Regions from separate parts of the Arachis hypogaea genome. Here region 1 is linked to region 2. A link is a contact called in public Hi-C data. All regions are on one chromosome and are shown on one strand. Each heading gives the region's core, a stretch centred on a gene start, on an enhancer-like site or on the middle of the called end of the contact. The rest is flanking DNA. Distances are from core to core; before and after follow the strand shown.

Region 1 (3,806 bases), core at 759-3,258, 240 kb after region 2:
AACATGAGGTTTTTCACTCTCTACAATTTGTATATCAGTCAGACCCACCTAGTCAGAATTTAGTATTTGTATACTTTGTTTCAAATATTTGTTTCTCATCTCACTTGCATGTTATAGAGGAAGTGTGTAACCAAGTCAAAAAACACCTGTGCATGACAATGTAGTTAACTATTTGTGTATTCTCTTCTAGGCCCGAAGAAGAGTATCACTATATCAGTGAGCCTAAACCTCGAAGTAAGTCCAACGTTCAGTCAACAACAGATTATCAGCTGGGCTCAAGAGGAATTCATAGGCAATCTGTTGAAAGCAGATAAGATTTTTTGGTGCAGTCAATTGCACCATTAGACAATGTCATTGATCTCCATTCATTCTTTGTCTTTAGAGCAATGCTAGGCAACCAATATTTTTCAACCAACATCAACTAACTTTTTTAAAATTAGTTTGTTTATCTTAAATTTTAGATTCTAAGTCATGTACCCTTAATCCTAAATTCTAAATTATAAACCTAAACACTAAATTTGGCTAATGTTAGCAGTTAGTTCCTTATACTTTCTCTTTTTTTTTGTATTATTTTAAATCTCAAAAAGATTTCTCCTATGAAGCATTTAAGTAATCACCTGTTATGATATTCTGCATACAAAGGTGGTGCTGGAGAATAATAGGCACAGAGCCAGAAGTAGTGTTCTACTTTCACTTATTTTACTATACATCTTTTATTCAACTAATGAGATTAGTTGTTGATGCAACATAATTAATTTCTCTCTCACCAAACTGTTGTTATTTATCATAGTTAAAGCAAGGAGAACATGAACACTTATATGAGTTTACGTGAACTAAAGAATGCCATTGAAATGCAAAACGATAATAATAATAGTAATAATAAAATAAAATTTTTACTAAAAAATAAGACGATTTAGATATAAAAAAAAAAGAGGAGAAAATTCAGAAACAGAACGAAAGAGAGAATCGCTTGTGTGTATACCAGAAGCTTCGATGCGCTTGGTTCCCAAGAATCTTGTTTGCGGTGAATTCCATTACTCCTTTGCGAGACCGAACGAAAGGAATCATTTCTCCGCCGCACCCTATGCGCTGGACGACGGCGTTTCGCGAGTCTTTGAAGACCTGCTCCGCTTCGTCCACCACTGTTCCGAGGTCGTTGGCGGGGATCCCGTGGCACCGGATCCGAAACGCGCCGAACTCCCTGGAGGATCGAATCACGAGGTCCGCGGAAGACATTGGCAGCGAACGGAGGTCGATCTCTGCCGGCGCCGGAGGGAAGTGAGGTTCCGGAAGTATAAGCTCCGGTAGCTGTAGCGTCTTCTCTAGGAACTCGCTGAAGGTCGCGTTCGCGGCAGAGCGGGAGCCGTTGGCAGTTGGGATCGGCGACGGCGGAGGCACTGGAATCTGGCTGTTGCAGCGCGTGAACGGCATTGCGGCGACGAAACGGAGACCGAGAGACGACGTCGTTTGCAATGCGCTCAAACGAATCCCCACACACAAAGAAATTGATGATTGAACGAGAATGTCAAAAACGACGATGGAAATAACAATCACAATGGCAACGGTGTCGTTTTATCGTGAGGAATCAGCGATGAGGATGTCAAAGATAAAAGGGATTATAGGATAATTAAGGAGAAAAGGATATTGATGAAATGAATAAGCATTGCAATGGTGACGACGCCGTTTAGCGTGTAGAAAGCGTTGCTATGAGTCTAGACGAGTTTTGATGAGATGCGACGTCGTTTTGGGAGGGTTGATCGTGTTAGTGTGGATCTTTTGATGTAACGGCGATGAGATGAGAAGTTTGGGAAGATGATTATGCAAAGGGGGAGTGCGACTGTGAGAAATGAGGGTGGCGAAGAATTTGCATTGCAATGGCAACGACGTCGTTTAACGAGGCAAGTTAGAAGGAAAAAAAAAAAACAAAAGCGCTTTTGGAAAAGGGTGATAATTGGAAAGCGCGGGAGGGACCCTTGTTGGTTGGTTGGTGGGTGCAATCCATTCTGGCGTGGCGCGTAATTCTTGAGTTTTCTTACTTCGGTGAAAATGTGAAATGGAGGTCTATGGTGTGTCATAGACGTTTAGCTCTTCTTTCGCCACGTGTTTTTTCAGGAACTGGAATTCAATTGGTTGTGTTGTTCACTTATTCTTAATCCACTCAAGAGGAAATAGTAAGCAAAGCTTCAAAAGGAAAAGGAAAAGGAAAAGGAAAATAAAGGAGCGTTGCTTGAGGGCAGCTTTATTTTTTCTATCTATTCTCACCTACTTTCTCATTGCTTGATAGTTTCTTGCTTTCTTTGATGAAAGAAAAGTTTCTTTTCTAAACTGGTGTGAATACAAAACTATCCACCATATTTAATCAATAAACTTGTATTTATATATTTATCTATGTGAAGAAACTGTAGTATTTTATTTCGTCCAATTACAAATCAGATTGTCAATCTGTAAATATATTCTGATAATTAAATTTATAAATAGTATTGGTATATTTAATGTATATCACTTATCTTTTTTTATGGTTGATTTCTTTTATATAGTTTGGTCACTTTGGCGCCATTACTGAAATAATGACTAGAGGTACTAACTTAATTAGTTAATGACTATCATATTTGATCATTATATATTTTTAGCGAACGTTTCGGGATCTTTTTTTATGAAGGGATACTTTAATCCTTAAAATACGAGATTTCTCAATTGTTGGAGCATTTAAAGAGATTGGATTCTATTATATTATGTACTTTTTTAGGTTAAATAAATTGAATAGTTTCTCATTTTAAGGATTATAAATTTATCACATTATGCTTCTACACACAATATTTAAGGATTTTATTTATTATGCCTAGCAAAGTATTGAATCCGGATAGGAGTATTTATGAATTGGATTCGATTAGTATATCTGTAACATTTATTTAAATTTGATCCAAAAATTGTGAATATTGATTCAATCCGCACACTAATAAAATCAGATTGCAGATTTTATGTATGTATTCATATATTCGCAGAACAACAAAAATAAATAAATAAATAAATAAGTAAATATTTTTTATATTTTATTTCAAGTAATAATTATCACATATGTTATATTATTTTATTTTTATCATTTAAAAAAATATGTTTATTAATATTTTAAGAGTAAACATGTAAAAAAAAAGTAGAAAAATAGTATTTTATTGATATTTTTTAATAAAAATAAACTTTCTAAAATATTTATATATTTTGCAGATATATCTAAAATCCGATCTGATATGCAAATATACAGATCGGATCAAATCCAAACTTAAAAGTTGTGAATATTGGATGTGATCTGATGACTTTAGTGCGGATCGGATCGAAATTTTGGCCATATTCAATACACGTTCACAGCTAAATCTGAATGCACTTATTACAAGACATATATGATAACCATTAGACCAAAGTCTTGCACCCTTGCGTGCACTTCAACGTGACTTAAGGACCTTTTTATTGGGCTTTTTTTATTATTAGACTAGGTAGTTTTTTAGTAGTCAAGTTCGTTTTTTGGGAGGAGGGGGGCGTGGGTCTTATCCGTAACCACACTCCAAACTTCGCATTTATTTTTTTGTTAAAAGAGTTTTGTCAAATTTTCAATTTCGCTCTAAGTATTTAAGTTTTGGTGACTTTTGAGAATTTTTTTTTAGTAAAATTTTACAAAATTGCCTTTGAGCTTTTCTTTGTGCTCCAAATAAGTTTTTAGCTCATTTAAAATTACTCTTAATTACTAATATCACTCCATCACTTTAATCAATTAGTTTACTTTTGAAAATTTTTTTTCGTAAAAAGCTCTCTTT
Region 2 (3,552 bases), core at 774-3,273:
AATCATGGCTGGTCTATTCACCAACTTGATGTGAACACAGCCTTTCTTCATGGGGACTTGCTTGAAGAAGTTTATATGAAACCTCCTTTGGATTTATCTGCTCCTCCCGGTATGGTGTGTAGGTTGCAGCATTCTCTCTATAGGCTGAAGCAAGCAAGTCGACAATGGCACAAGAAGCTTTGCCAAGTCCTTCTTACTCAATCAAAGGCTGACACATGCTTATTTACCAAGCTCACTTGTTCTAATTTTACTTGCATCTTGGTCTACGTTAATGACTTGGTGGTAGCTGGCAATTGCTTGAAAACAATCGGAGACGTCAAGCAGCTCCTTGATGCCAAGTTTAGCATTGAAGATTTGGGGGTGCTCAAATTTTTTCTTGGTCTTGAGGTAGCGAGAAGCAAGCAATGCATTGCTATCTACCAGCGCAAGTACACAGTTGATCTCCTCAAGGAATTTGGATTGCTTGATGTGAAGCCAGCGATGACTCTAATCGATTACCCAAGTTATCTAAGTCTTCAGGTTACCCATTGCCTAATGTTACTAGCTATCGCAGGCTCATTGAACATCTCATTTACTTGACCAATAGTTGACCCGACATTTGCTTCGCAGTCAGCAAGTTGAGCCAATATTTGGACTGCGTGACTACTAAGCATTTTGAGGCTGCATTACATGTTCTTAGATATCTGAAGGGTGCCCCTGCCAAAGGAGTTCTCTTCTCTACTTCCAACAAACTCAGCCTCAAAGCTTTCTCCGATTCAGACTGGGGAACTTGTCCGGACTCCAGAAGATCAGTTACTAGTTTCTGCTTCTTCTTATGTGATTCCTTAATCTGCTGGAGAAGTAAAAAGCAACCCACAGTGGCTCGGTCTTTGGCTGAGGCCGAATATCGAGCAATGGTTGTTGCAACATGCAAAGGTGTCTAGATTTCGAACATTCTCCGCGATTTCGGACAACTTCTCATGCATCCCATTACTGTATACTGCGATAACAGATCAGCTCTCCATATTACTTCAAATCTCGTCTTTCATGAGCGCACTAAGCACATCAAGATCGACGGTCACACTGTTCATGACAAGATTCAAGAGGATGTCATTAAGCTACTTCCGGTTTCATTCGCAAACCAAGTAGCAAATGTGCTAACAAAAGCATTAGCTCCAGCCCCTTTTTTAGAAGCTCAATCCAAGCTAGGTCTTATAGATTTCCACACTCTCAGCTTGAGGGAGGGTGTGATTAGGAGTAATCAAAGTGAAGGATAGCTAGAAGACAAATTAAGTTAATAAGTTAGTTGGAATTAGTTTTAGTTTAGTTGGCATCACACATGCTGTACATACTGCACATGTATTCAGTTAGAGTTAGTTAGATATAAAAGCTTCACCTTTAGATCATAGTGTATATATATTGTTTATAGCAAATGAAATGAAATCAGTGCATTTTACCACTCAACCTTTTTTCATTTCTCGAATCTCTCTCTCACAAGTGAGCTTCACCTCACTTCTCAAACTCTGCGAACAAGAACAGAGTTTTCACAATATACAAATATATAATGATTAATGAATATTTTGATAGCTGATTTTTATGCACATAAAATATTTTTATTATAAAAATTATTATTATATTATACATATTTTGTCTCTACTATCAAAATTTTCTAAATCCGTCACTGTACCTATATTTACAATATTTTAAGTTTTGAATCTGAATGTGATTATTTACTGGGCAAATAAATTGTACCAAAACCTCAACAATATATAATTCCTTTTTCAATAAAAAAATTACAGAAATGTTAATGTCACTTTCATTTTGATAATGCTATTTCTCAAAAAATTATATCTTGGAACCCAGAATTCTTGACGAGTAAGCTGACTAATCAGCGAATTTAAATTGGTTGGGAACCAATAATTTTGTTTTGCTCTAAGAATCGTTTTTTCTTTCACAAACCTAATTATTTTGTTATGAGAGTATGAAAGACATGACCAAAAATGAAAGTCCGTAGTTGAAGCCCATCTTTGTCCATCAAATTCGTAAACTTCAAATGGGTGCACACGACTATGGCCAAAAATAAAAAAAAGGTCATAATACAATGCAAGATGGCATGTTATTGTGTGCAATTGTGAAACATATCTCGTCCTATAATCACGAGGTAATGCACCCTAAAAAAATTGAGTATTTATTGAAAAATAAAACACACAAATTACAAATGTTGTTTTCAGGATTTTCATTTTGATTTTAAATATCATATTTAACTATATATGTCAAGTTAAACCAAGCTCAAAATTAACTATGTCAGCCATTATTGTTACATACTTTAATTCAAACTAAGGTCTAGGGACCAACGAACAAATGGCATAGACACTTGTCACATAACATCTTTGGACAAGACATGATCAAATTACTTTAATTTTAAGTACATTAAAAAAAAACTTTCTTACAAACTTTTCCATGGACATTTGACCTTTCGCAGATGTTTTACGCAATAAATTAGATGTGCACATACTGTTAGATTACTGTTATGTACGTGAATAGTTAGATTAGTGTTATGTAAAATAATTATTAATTGTTATAGAAATAAATATTTTTAAAGTAGATTATAATATAAAACTAGATATTTACAATAAAATATTTGTAATTTTAAATTAAATTTTAAGTGTATTTAAAATAGTATTTGCATATTATTAGCATTATTATTATATATGTTTTTTATTATTAGTGTAATATGATAATAGGTTATAAATTAAATATACTAATAAATTATATTGATTTAATAAGAGCGATGATTGATAAATTATGTGTAGTCTTTATGACAATATTGATATATTCGGATGTGTTTGTGATCATGTGTCTAAATTGACGACTTTCATTAATATAATGTGTCCAGACCAATTGTGGTATCTCCTCTAACCAGTTGGTAATAGCTAAGTTCTCTGCTCTCAATAAGTAGTGAACGAACTTTTTTCGTGATTTTGAATTTGGTGCATTGATAAATACTTTTTTAAAATCTTTATTCTTGAAATGTTTCATGAAGTTGGCTGCAATATACTTGTACAAAGGCTTGTAAGGCATGAGGCGATTTTCAACCACTTCCATGAGCATTCAGCACAGCATCAATTCACTTGTGTCTATTAGAATGACCAAGATACTAGGTTATGATGTGACATGCTACCTTAGGTAAGACAGAAAAAATGACCAGGCTTTCTTCGTCTTTTCCTCTACTACCATATTTAAATTAGTGTCTTGGGCTATAGCCATATGCAAGGTGCCTCCATATTTAATATACAAGTGAGTACCATCAATAGAAATCAGCAGTTTGCAGTGTTTGAAAATTTTAAAACATGGTGAAAAAATTCAAAACACCCAATAAAACATAACAATGTCCTCATTAGCACGACTTAGTTGAGTTACAAGTTGAACTCATATACCTACATCATAACAATTCTGGTTGGTATGTTCAATAATACTGCATATAAAACTAAAGATAACGTAATAAGACACACCTGATAAGCATATTTGCATTGCAAATAATCACTTAGGAAGCTCATTGTATGATTTCTCCTC

What was found. Hi-C and Micro-C count contacts between places; a contact is called where the count stands out from the background.
Region 1: a Hi-C map of an unstated tissue shows a contact between it and region 2, with 6 times the contacts expected there. The contact joins the promoter of LOC112797178 here to the enhancer-like site in region 2. A contact is called at or near these places in 2 of 8 Hi-C or Micro-C datasets (leaf and an unstated tissue).

Annotation. Positions count from the first base shown.
Region 1 is chr4:108,243,777-108,247,582 of arahy.Tifrunner.gnm2.J5K5, forward strand. LOC112797178 reads right to left here and starts at 2,009. Exons shown (of 4, transcript XM_025839981.3): 1 at 983-2,009. The coding sequence starts at 1,431.
Region 2 is chr4:108,008,533-108,012,084 of arahy.Tifrunner.gnm2.J5K5, forward strand. No RefSeq gene overlaps it. Among protein-coding and RNA genes, the nearest start is that of LOC112797174, 23 kb to the right of the region's middle. Within about 2 kb of position 2,024, at least 2 of the 3 cell types and tissues checked have open chromatin away from gene starts, as enhancers often do.